Regions from separate parts of the Zea mays genome. Here region 1 is linked to region 2. Evidence: chromatin contacts called from public Hi-C data. All regions are on one chromosome and are shown on one strand. The core of a region is the stretch at or near the end of the contact, and the rest is flanking DNA. Distances in the headings are between cores, read along the strand shown. Region 1 holds the start of LOC103640881 (ABC transporter F family member 1). Region 2 holds the start of LOC100277782.

The links. Hi-C and Micro-C count contacts between places; a contact is called where the count stands out from the background.
Region 1: a contact with region 2 is called in a Hi-C map of ear, with 2.1 times the contacts expected there. The contact joins the promoter of LOC103640881 here to the promoter of LOC100277782 in region 2. A contact is called at or near these places in 3 of 25 Hi-C or Micro-C datasets (ear, leaf and tassel).

The regions. Positions count from the first base shown.
Region 1 is chr10:15,070,591-15,075,071 of Zm-B73-REFERENCE-NAM-5.0, reverse strand. LOC103640881 (ABC transporter F family member 1) reads right to left here and starts at 1,381. Exons shown (of 5, transcript XM_008664337.4): 1 at 1,015-1,381; 2 at 347-420; 3 at 31-241. The coding sequence starts at 1,230.
Region 2 is chr10:14,891,618-14,896,492 of Zm-B73-REFERENCE-NAM-5.0, reverse strand. It overlaps LOC100277782, which reads right to left and starts at 3,387. Exons shown (of 2, transcript NM_001372525.1): 1 at 3,181-3,387; 2 at 670-1,749. The coding sequence starts at 3,367. The coding sequence ends at 833.

The DNA.
Region 1 (4,481 bases), core at 132-2,631, 180 kb before region 2:
AGTAACAATTCTGTGATTCCAGGAGCTCGCCTGTGCAGCCAAAATTTCAGCTTCCTTTTCCAATTTCACTCTTTCTTCGTCACAAGTAACAACAGCTTGCAGTGCGGACATGTCAGAAGCTTCAATCTCATGGCTTAGATGGTATATGTCCATGTGTTCAGGGATAGGAAGTTCTCTGCAGCCTATTGCTGTGAGAAGAGTAGATTTCCCACAGCCGTTCAACCCAAGCAAACCGTATCGCCTGATATATCAAATAAAAATATAACAGATGAATGGTATCAGTGACGTGCTCCAAGAGCATACCTGCTCATAACTGAATGGTAGCATTGTATATTTATGTTTTTACCTCCCGTAGTTCAGCTCCAACTCAGAATCCACAATAAGGTCATGCCCATGGAATGTTAAAGAGAGAGACTCTATCTGCAACATAAAAAAATTAGATTATTAGGGAACTAGGAAATCACCAATCAGCAAAGAGCTAAACAAATCAACAGGAGATGTAGCACCCAAATATTGAATCAAGAGAGTTCTAATTTAAATGAGGCCAAAAAATCTCTTTCAATTCCTTTAATGGCAAAAGGAAGTGTCAGGACAAGTAATAGGAAAGAACCTCGGTTATTAGATATAGGATATTATCCAATGATACTGGATGCGGTATCAGAGGGCTTTGTTTCTTTCGTCCCTTTATGTGCTCATCTTTATTTCCCATCTAACAAAATAAACAGTAGTCGACTAATTCAAAGATCAAAAGGTCGATACCCACATCAAAACCAACAGGTCAGTCCGCCGTGGAATGAAACAAAGCAGTGGAGATCTCTAGCGATCAATCAAACATGTCGGCGATTCCAAGCGTCTCAAAGCTGACCCAGTATGCGCATGGAGAATGCGAGGAATGAATAGGGGAAATAAAATATACTGCTAGGTCCTCCGCGCCTGGGGCGGAGTGTAAAAGATTCACGCCACGAATCTCGAATGAACAGGAAGACGACGGTTGGGTAGGGAAGGGGTGCTCACGTGGATATCGCGGGAGAGCGGGTGAGACGCGAGGACGCCGGTGCAGGTCCGGTCCGATAGCTTGAGCGCCGCGACGCCGTTCGCCGCCTTGTCGACGGCCGCGGCCGCGGCCGCAGACGACGACGAGGAGGACGCCGCCGCGGCCTTGCCTCCCCTCTTGGCAGCCGCGGCGGCCTTCTTCTGGGCGGCCTTCTTCTTGCTGGCATCCGACACCATGGCGTCGAGTGCTTGGGGTTGGGAGACGCGGTGGTGGGCCTGGTGCCTGGTGGTGGCGGCGGCAATCGGGAGGTGAAGGGAAGGAGAGAAGGGGACTCAAGTGCTCGACTCCGACAAGCGCCTGTCGGCTGGCCACGTACTAAAAAAGATACTACTAGCTAGCTAGCCTAGTGGGGAAGGGCTGGCTGGGCTTCGTGTTGGGAATTTGGGATTGGGATCGGTTGGGCTGCTTGCTGGGCTTTGTGGACTTCTTTTCACATGGGCACACCGAAATGGGTCTTCTCTCGCAGGCTGCACTTGCAACTCACCCATAATAACGTTCGACGTTTAGGGTGTGTTTGGTTTAACTTTTAGTTTTGCCTTTTGTCCTTAAAAGCCAAAAGCTAAACCAAAAGGCTGGAATTAGTAAGTAACTTTTTCTAAAAATTGACTTTCTCACAGTACAAAACTAAAAGCACCTTTAGACCTGTTTTTAGTGGTTTTCGGATAAACTGTGAAAATATAAATGGAAGAACTTTTAGCGGCTTTTAGTAATTTCCACCAAATAATTTCTAACTTTTTTACTTAGTTCACAGCCCACAGCAGTTTTTTTCACAGCTCACAACCCACAACAGCTTTTTTCACAGAGCTGTAAAAAAGCTGATGTGGGCTGTGAGCTGTGGAAAAGGCTGTTGTGAGCTGTGAGCTGTTAAAAAACTAAAAACCGTTTGGTGGAAACCACTAAAAACCGTTAAAAGTTTTTTTATATATGTTTTCATAGTTCTATCCAGAAGCCACTAAAAGCAGGTCCAGTGGTGTTTTCAATTTTGCACCGCGAGAAAGTCAGCTTTTACAAAAGGTGTCTCCTGGATCCAGCCCTTTGGTTTGACTTTTGTCTTTTAGGCGGCAAGTCAAACCAAACACACCCTTAATTTTCGTTTCTATATTAGTGTTGGGGGCCTTCCTCTTCCGAAGGTCCTAAAAACACGACTAACATGTTTTCCAGTATAATATATTGTCACAGTAAGCTTCGGGTTTAAGACGAAGGCGTGTATGGTATGAAAAAGCTTGATCTCGAAGGATAGACCAACTCCGAAGCTATGGCTGAAGAAGCTTCGATTCAGCACAAGGATGATGATGAAGGATGAAACCGACTTAAAAGGAAAAGACTGCTCAGTCCTCGACAGATTACCTTTTAGCTAATAGTAAATGTCGGGGACATGAATGTAATTTTACCCAGGCTGTGTCCTGTGCATATAAATAGATGAACAGTAACACCGTACTATTCACGTTAACTTGTAATCATTCGCACGTCACCCTCGGATTTAGGTATAAATGTAACTTAATACCATTGATGTTTGTTCATGATTATATAATGTCGATATGAATAATTTAATGATTCAATATGTTTATTCATACTCTTTCTGTGATACATATGTTCATATTTATGTCGCTGTATGTTAAAACGATGAAGGTATGTCCTTCATGACCTTCGTCCGAAGATCATTATATCCTGAAGGAAATAATGTTACAAAGGACGAAGGCCTTTAACCATTAATATTTGTGTTGCCTTGTTCTTGATTCATAGCCGCCGAAGAAGTCATCAGGGCTAGGGGCTGCATTGCAGCCACTAGACATTAATCAAGAAACATTACGCCTCAGGAGGATGAGTTGGACCAAGAAATCAGGGACCTCGAAGCCATTCATCAACAGGTCCAGAAGAAGAAAGAAAAGATGCTTCGTCTCGCTGATCTTCAGAGGAAGATTGATGAGGCCGCCGAGGAAATGCGTCATCTCACCCAAGATGACCAAGACCGAAGGCCTCAACACAGAGAGCTTCGTCAAGACAATTCGTGCAACGATGATGAATGGTATGATGATTTCCATCATGGTAATTTTGCTTTTGATGATGCTTCTCCTCTAGCAGTAGAGTTGCAGGCTACCCCATGGCCCCCATCATACAAGCCACCTCAGCTTTCTATATATGATGGGCACTTAGACCCGAAGCTGTTCCTAATGAGCTATGAGGCAACCATATATTCATATGGGGGCAATACTGCAGTCATGGCGAAATCCTTCGTCATGGCAGTCAAAAGTGTAGCTCAAACTTGGTATTCGTCTCTCAGGCCAGGGACAATCACATCATGGCAGAAGCTCAAGGATATGCTAATCACTAGCTTCCAAGGCTTTTAGACGAAGCCAGTCACTGCTCAAGCTTTGTTTCAGTGCACGCAGGACAATGAGGAGTACCTTCAGGCGAATGTCCGAAGGTTCCTGCGTCTAAGAGCACAAGCGCCTATAGTGACCAATGAAATTGTCATTGAGGCCATGATCAAGGGGCTTCGGCCAGGACCTAAGGCTCAGTATTTTGCCAGGAAGCCCCCACAAACCCTAGAGAATCTTCTTCAGAAGATGGATGAGTACATCCGGGCTGATAATGATTTTCGCCAAAGAAGGGAAGAAGCATACATATTTTCTGAGATGACCAGGGGCTTCGGAGGAAGAATCCACCCCAGGCATGTCAGATTGATTCATAATTCCAACCCAAGTGATGACAGAGGAAGTCAACCTCAAAGGCAGCAACACTGCTCCCAGTCTTCAGGGCCACAACAAAGCTCCTTCAGGCCACCAGCCCCAAGGGGCAGAGGCTTCGGAGTAAGATACGGAGATCAGCCTAGAAGGCTATATTGCTTATTGTGTGGTGAAGACAAGGGCCACACCACAAGAACATGCCAAGTCACAATTTAGAAGCAAAAGGAGATTGTCGAAGCTGACGCGCGGTAGAATCAGCCGAAGCAGGTCCTACATACTGCTTCATGTTACTCTCCCTATGTCCCAGAGTACGTAGGTAATCAACAACCTACGACTTTTGTCGCTTCGGCAAGTCACTCTCAAGCCTCCTGGGCCCAGCTCCCACTACCACCACCACTACCACCTACTCAGACCCGAAGCCAGCAGCTAGAAGGGCACTAGCACGTACAACAGCAGTGTGATTTTCGGGAGGAGTCCAAAGCTCGCACAGTCAACAGCATTGTGCCTGAATCCAAGCACATCTACTAAAAGAATATCCTACCCTTGATGTGTTTTTTATTTTCTATTATGTTATTTTTCTTGTACAAAAATTAAAGGGAAATGTGCCCTTGGGCAATTTCTATAATGTTTTGGTGATTAAGTGCCCAACACATTTAATTAAGTTCTAATGTGCCAAATAAAGTGAGAAGTGCAAATCAAGGAAAAAAGGTATGTTTCTAGACTTGGTGAATTGTTTTGTG
Region 2 (4,875 bases), core at 2,138-4,637:
TTGTGGCTCGTGAAAAGAGTGAGCCAGCTCGGCTCGACCCAACAATAATTTGTTACAAAAAATCCTAATTAGCATATAATATTAGTACCGATTACACAATTAATTTATGTTATTTAAGATTACTATACGAAATTAATCTATTTTTTATATTATATTAATGATATATTTATTTTACTAATTTAAAATATTTTAAAGATTTTGTATTATAATTTAGAGAGTAGATTACGTTTATGGCTAGGTTTGTTGGTTCAGCCGGCTCGCGAGCCAGAGGTGAGCCGAGCCGCATTTTCGAGCTCGCAGATGCGAGTCGAGTATGAGTCTGTGGTTGTTGGTTGTGTGTGTGTGTGTGGAGTATGAGTCTGTGGTTGTTGGTTGTGTGTGTGTGGGGCGGGGGAGGAGGGGGTTGGAGTCCAATATTCACGTGATAAATGTGGTAGTCACTCCTCAAGGGAATCCGGTTATACAGATGTGTGATGAAAATGAAACCTTCAAACTCTTGCGCCTTGTATATAATCAACTAGTTGAAGGCTTCAAAATCTGGTTTGGGTTTGCATTGCAGTCCTGACTGCACACTGCCAAAGACGGAACAACTGAACAAGACCTAAAAAACAATGAATAACAACTGAAATTTTATGTATGTATACGTATTGGCAAGTTTGTATTGCATTGTGTTCAAAACCTAGGAATTTTATGTATATACGTATCGGGGGCAAGCAGAAACTTACATTCGTATCCATACAGCTCAGGGATATAAAACAGAAAAAAAATACATATAACATAGTCTTTTGCAATGCACATTATCCTTCCCAGAAGGAGCCAAGTATTATTTACTTCATGGTTGTTTATTGGAAGGAGACCAAGTGGTTGGATCTTTACGAGAACCACTCATCAACGGTGGAGGAGATGGCCCAGACGAACCAGGACCAGGAGGGAAAAACGGTAACGGCGGAAACGTCCACGGGAACGACGGCGGCGGAGGCGGTGGTGGAGGTGGAGGAGGTGGCGGTGAGTAAAGTGACGGTAGCGGTGGGAAGTGCGGGAGAGGAGGCAGGTGTGGAAGCGGTGGCATAGGGAACGGGAATTGTGGCGGCGGCGGTGGCGGAGGCGATGGTGTTGTAAAGATCGGCGGCAGATGAGGAAACGGGAACGAAGGCGACGGCGGAGGCGACGGTGGCGTCGTCCATGGCAGTGGTGGCAGCGGGAAAGGGAACGCCGGTGGCGGAGGCGACGGCGGGGTGAAGAACGGCAGCGGTGGCAGCGGGAACGGGAACGCCGGCGGCGGCGGGGTGAAGAACGGTATGGGCGGGAACCACGGCCGCGGCGTGCAGAACGGGATGGGCGGCCACGGCCACGGCGGGCAGTAGAACAGGGACGTGTTCAGCGCCGCCGCAGGCGGTGACAGGCCGGCGGCGCCGCCGCACTGAGCTGGGCCCGGCTTGCTGGGGCGGTAGTAGAGCGAGTTGAGGCTGTAGAAGCAGGCGCTGGGGTCCTGGCTCGGCAGAGAGATGTGGCCGACCGTGGTGGTCACGGCCGGCACGCCGCACAGCGCGGACGGGTTGTCCAGCACGGCCGCCCGGCAGAAGGACTCGCCGGCGGTCGCGCCGGGCGCCGCGCACTCGAAGCCGTCGATCGCCGGGATGTCCAGCTGGTACGCGCCGTCGCTGTTGGTCACCTTCTCGGCCGTGATCTTGATCTCCTCCTTGGAGTTCGAGTTCACTTTGATCATGCAGTCCAGCCGGACTCGGACACCTGAATGAGGAGACTGACAAATTCAGAGAAATGGATATAACGCGGTAGGTTTAAGTGGGCTAACTGATCAATTCTTTATATCAGAATGGCTTCAGATGTAGATTCATACAGAGATGTCAGATGCAGATGAGTAAAGCTGGTGTCGCTTAGCAAATATTTGGCATGTGCTAGCCAAGTTGGTTAAGTGATCTAAATAGCACTTCTCAGATTTTGAGTTCGACTACATGTGAAAATGAATTTCAGGCTGTGTTTAAAAAAAATCTCCTCGTCTGTTCCACGCTAAAGCTTAAGTCTAAAGTCTAATCCCGGTCACGGTCGTTTCTCATATGGTCTACGGCAGGGCCGCTGTGTATGGGTGAGTCAGGGGTTCGAAGGTTTCTGGACTTGTGTGAGAATATAATGTCGGGAGAATGTCTTACTCTCGCAGTCGAAAATTTGGCATGTGTTTATGTTTGAATTCAAGCACGCCAACAATTTGATAAGTACAGTACAATTCAAAGTTGTGCTTCATCCCTGCTATAGCTAGAACTCAGAATACGCAGATGCAATTGGTGTCCATTTGGCATTTCTGTGCAATGTAATTGTGTCAGTAAACGTTCCCAGTTGGGCTGAATTTCCTTGTGTTATGGACTTTGGTCCTCGAAGAAACGTACATATTTAAACAGTAAAATGATAGAATTATATACAAATGGGATATGAATGTTGACTCAAAATCCATATTCACACCTACCTATTGACCTAGTCAATAGAGTACACATATTTTTATGTTTTATATTTTTACTTAAGTATAAATAGAAATCGTTGCTAGTCATTAAATTAGGCCTTCTTCAGAAGAATGCGGGAACCTTTTCCGTTTTCTTATGCTTTATGTTGTTTCTGTGAAAATAAACTATTCCTATAAAAATCCTGTATGCTCTGAGATTTCTGCAATCCAAGTGGGCCTCAAGCAAGTCGTGCATCCTAGCCGCCGTGTTACCTTGTTGGGTTGCCAAACCAGGACAAGGGCTTGCCAGTTGTTCTGCGTATGATTCTTCAACAGTTATTGGAAAGATGGACAGGGAAATTCTTGCTGGTAGAAATACAATCTTTTTTCGTGTTAAAGGCTAGTTTGAGAGCTGAAATATTAGAGAGGATGGGAGGGAATAAAATCTAATTTTTATTCAAAATTGAATAATAAGGCGATTTTACCCAACCCTCTCCGTTTTTTTGGCTTTTATGGCTCCCAAATAGCCCTAACAGTAGGAAATTATGAAGCGGGGCAGCAGGAAACACAGGGCATGTCCACAAGCAATTCGCAGACACAGTATTGAAAGGATTGAAGTTCCGAAAATATCGTCAGAATTCTGAACGAAAACATTTAAAAGGTATTATTACGCTCCATTTGCACAGAAAAATGTGGGCGTGGACATTGCAGCCGATGGATCAAAGTACCTGGCAAGAAGTAGCTATTCTTGGAGAAGGAGCTGGTGGAGCAGGCGTCACAGAACACGGTGCCCACCACCGTGAGGTTAGCGGCGGCGCCGCCACCACCGTGAGAGCTCTGGCATTGCGCGCCGCCAAGAAGAGCGGCAAACAAGAGCGCGAGAGGCAGCCCCAGCTGGTTGCAGCGCCTCCTCATCTTCACACAGACAGAGCTCGTGTGAGAGCTGCGAGGAGGCTCTCCTCCTCCTGCTTATATCCAATCTCGTTAAGTACAGGTACAGCAGCACGTCCGCTTCAGCCTCGGAAGGTGCAGAGGCATCTACGCCCAGCCAGCCAGCCACAGCTCCCACAGACAGGTGGGCCTCTCTGATCATTGAGCGAGCGAAATGTGCAGCAGCCAAGTACTCTAGTGGCATGGTGGACGTCTGAACTCTGAAAGAGAGATGAGGACGCATCCCTCCAACCCGCAAAGAAACAAGGGCATGTGAAGGGCGTCTGGACCCTTTCTGCCTGCGCCGCGATTAACAAAGGCGCGCCGACTCTGAATTTCGCAGGCGTTCCGGGCGTCACGGGTTCCGTTCTGGTGGTTCTGGAAGCATCCCGGTTTTGGATTGGAGCCTACCTCTGCATTCATTCGTAGCAACTAACAGGTCCAAGGATGGATGGCTCGTGTGTGTTGATGCCATTGCCATGCGTACTCCAACCTTGCAGATGGAATGGAAGAGCTGTGGAGTTGAGATTGGGTCGGCCGAAGAGGTGGCCGAGCAGGGGCGGAGCAAAAGGGGCCGGCAGGGGCCATGGCCTCTCCCAAAGCTGCGACATAGACAAGAGAATATATATAGTCTAAATTGTGGGTATCTAAATATATATACTCTAAATTTTGTGCAGCATAATAATAAAATTTTTTAATATAGTGTTTGGTAATACATGATCTATAACTCTGTTGTAGTATGTCAACCAAAGTCTAAAAGAGACAAAGAATATAAGATAAAATATTCGTTGAATGATCAATCGATGCATAAAACGTCACACCTAATTCGTTTACAGACGCTGGTATCTGAACCTCATCCCTTTAGGATTCATCCTGTCGTCTGGCTAGCCAACTGTCGATTGCTGCTGACCACTTGACTTGCCTCTGCATGTGATCACACGAAGCAGTAGAATGAGTGCCAGCAACTTATATACATACTACATTAGATCTCGTGAATAATAAAATCTATAGATTTCAACGAAAGTTGTCACCTGATAGTTGGTGTGTATACAATAAATTTAACATGTACGAGCGTAGATTGACGAATTTTCATCGATCCTCGAGACTAGTTGGATTTTTGAATTCTCTCGTAAATTTGTTAGTTATCTCATGAACACTAGAGTCATTATATAAAAGTTGAATATATTCATCGTTATGTCGTCTTTATTTTTTTTGGTATTGTTCTTGTGTCATAACTTTAGTTCAATATATCAATTAGCTATAAAATAGACTCATGAATTAAAATAATTTATAAAAATTTAAAATTCTTATTACATAACAAGTGATTAAACTTAGTAATATTATATAATATTTTTTATTATCTCTACTAACTATTAAGGGGGCAGTGTAGACTGCTGCCGCCGCATCCCCTTCCACCCGCAGATAACGCGCACGCCCGCACCACACCCGCCGCGATTCCCTAACGGCCGCGGATCACGCGCTGCCCCCGCCGC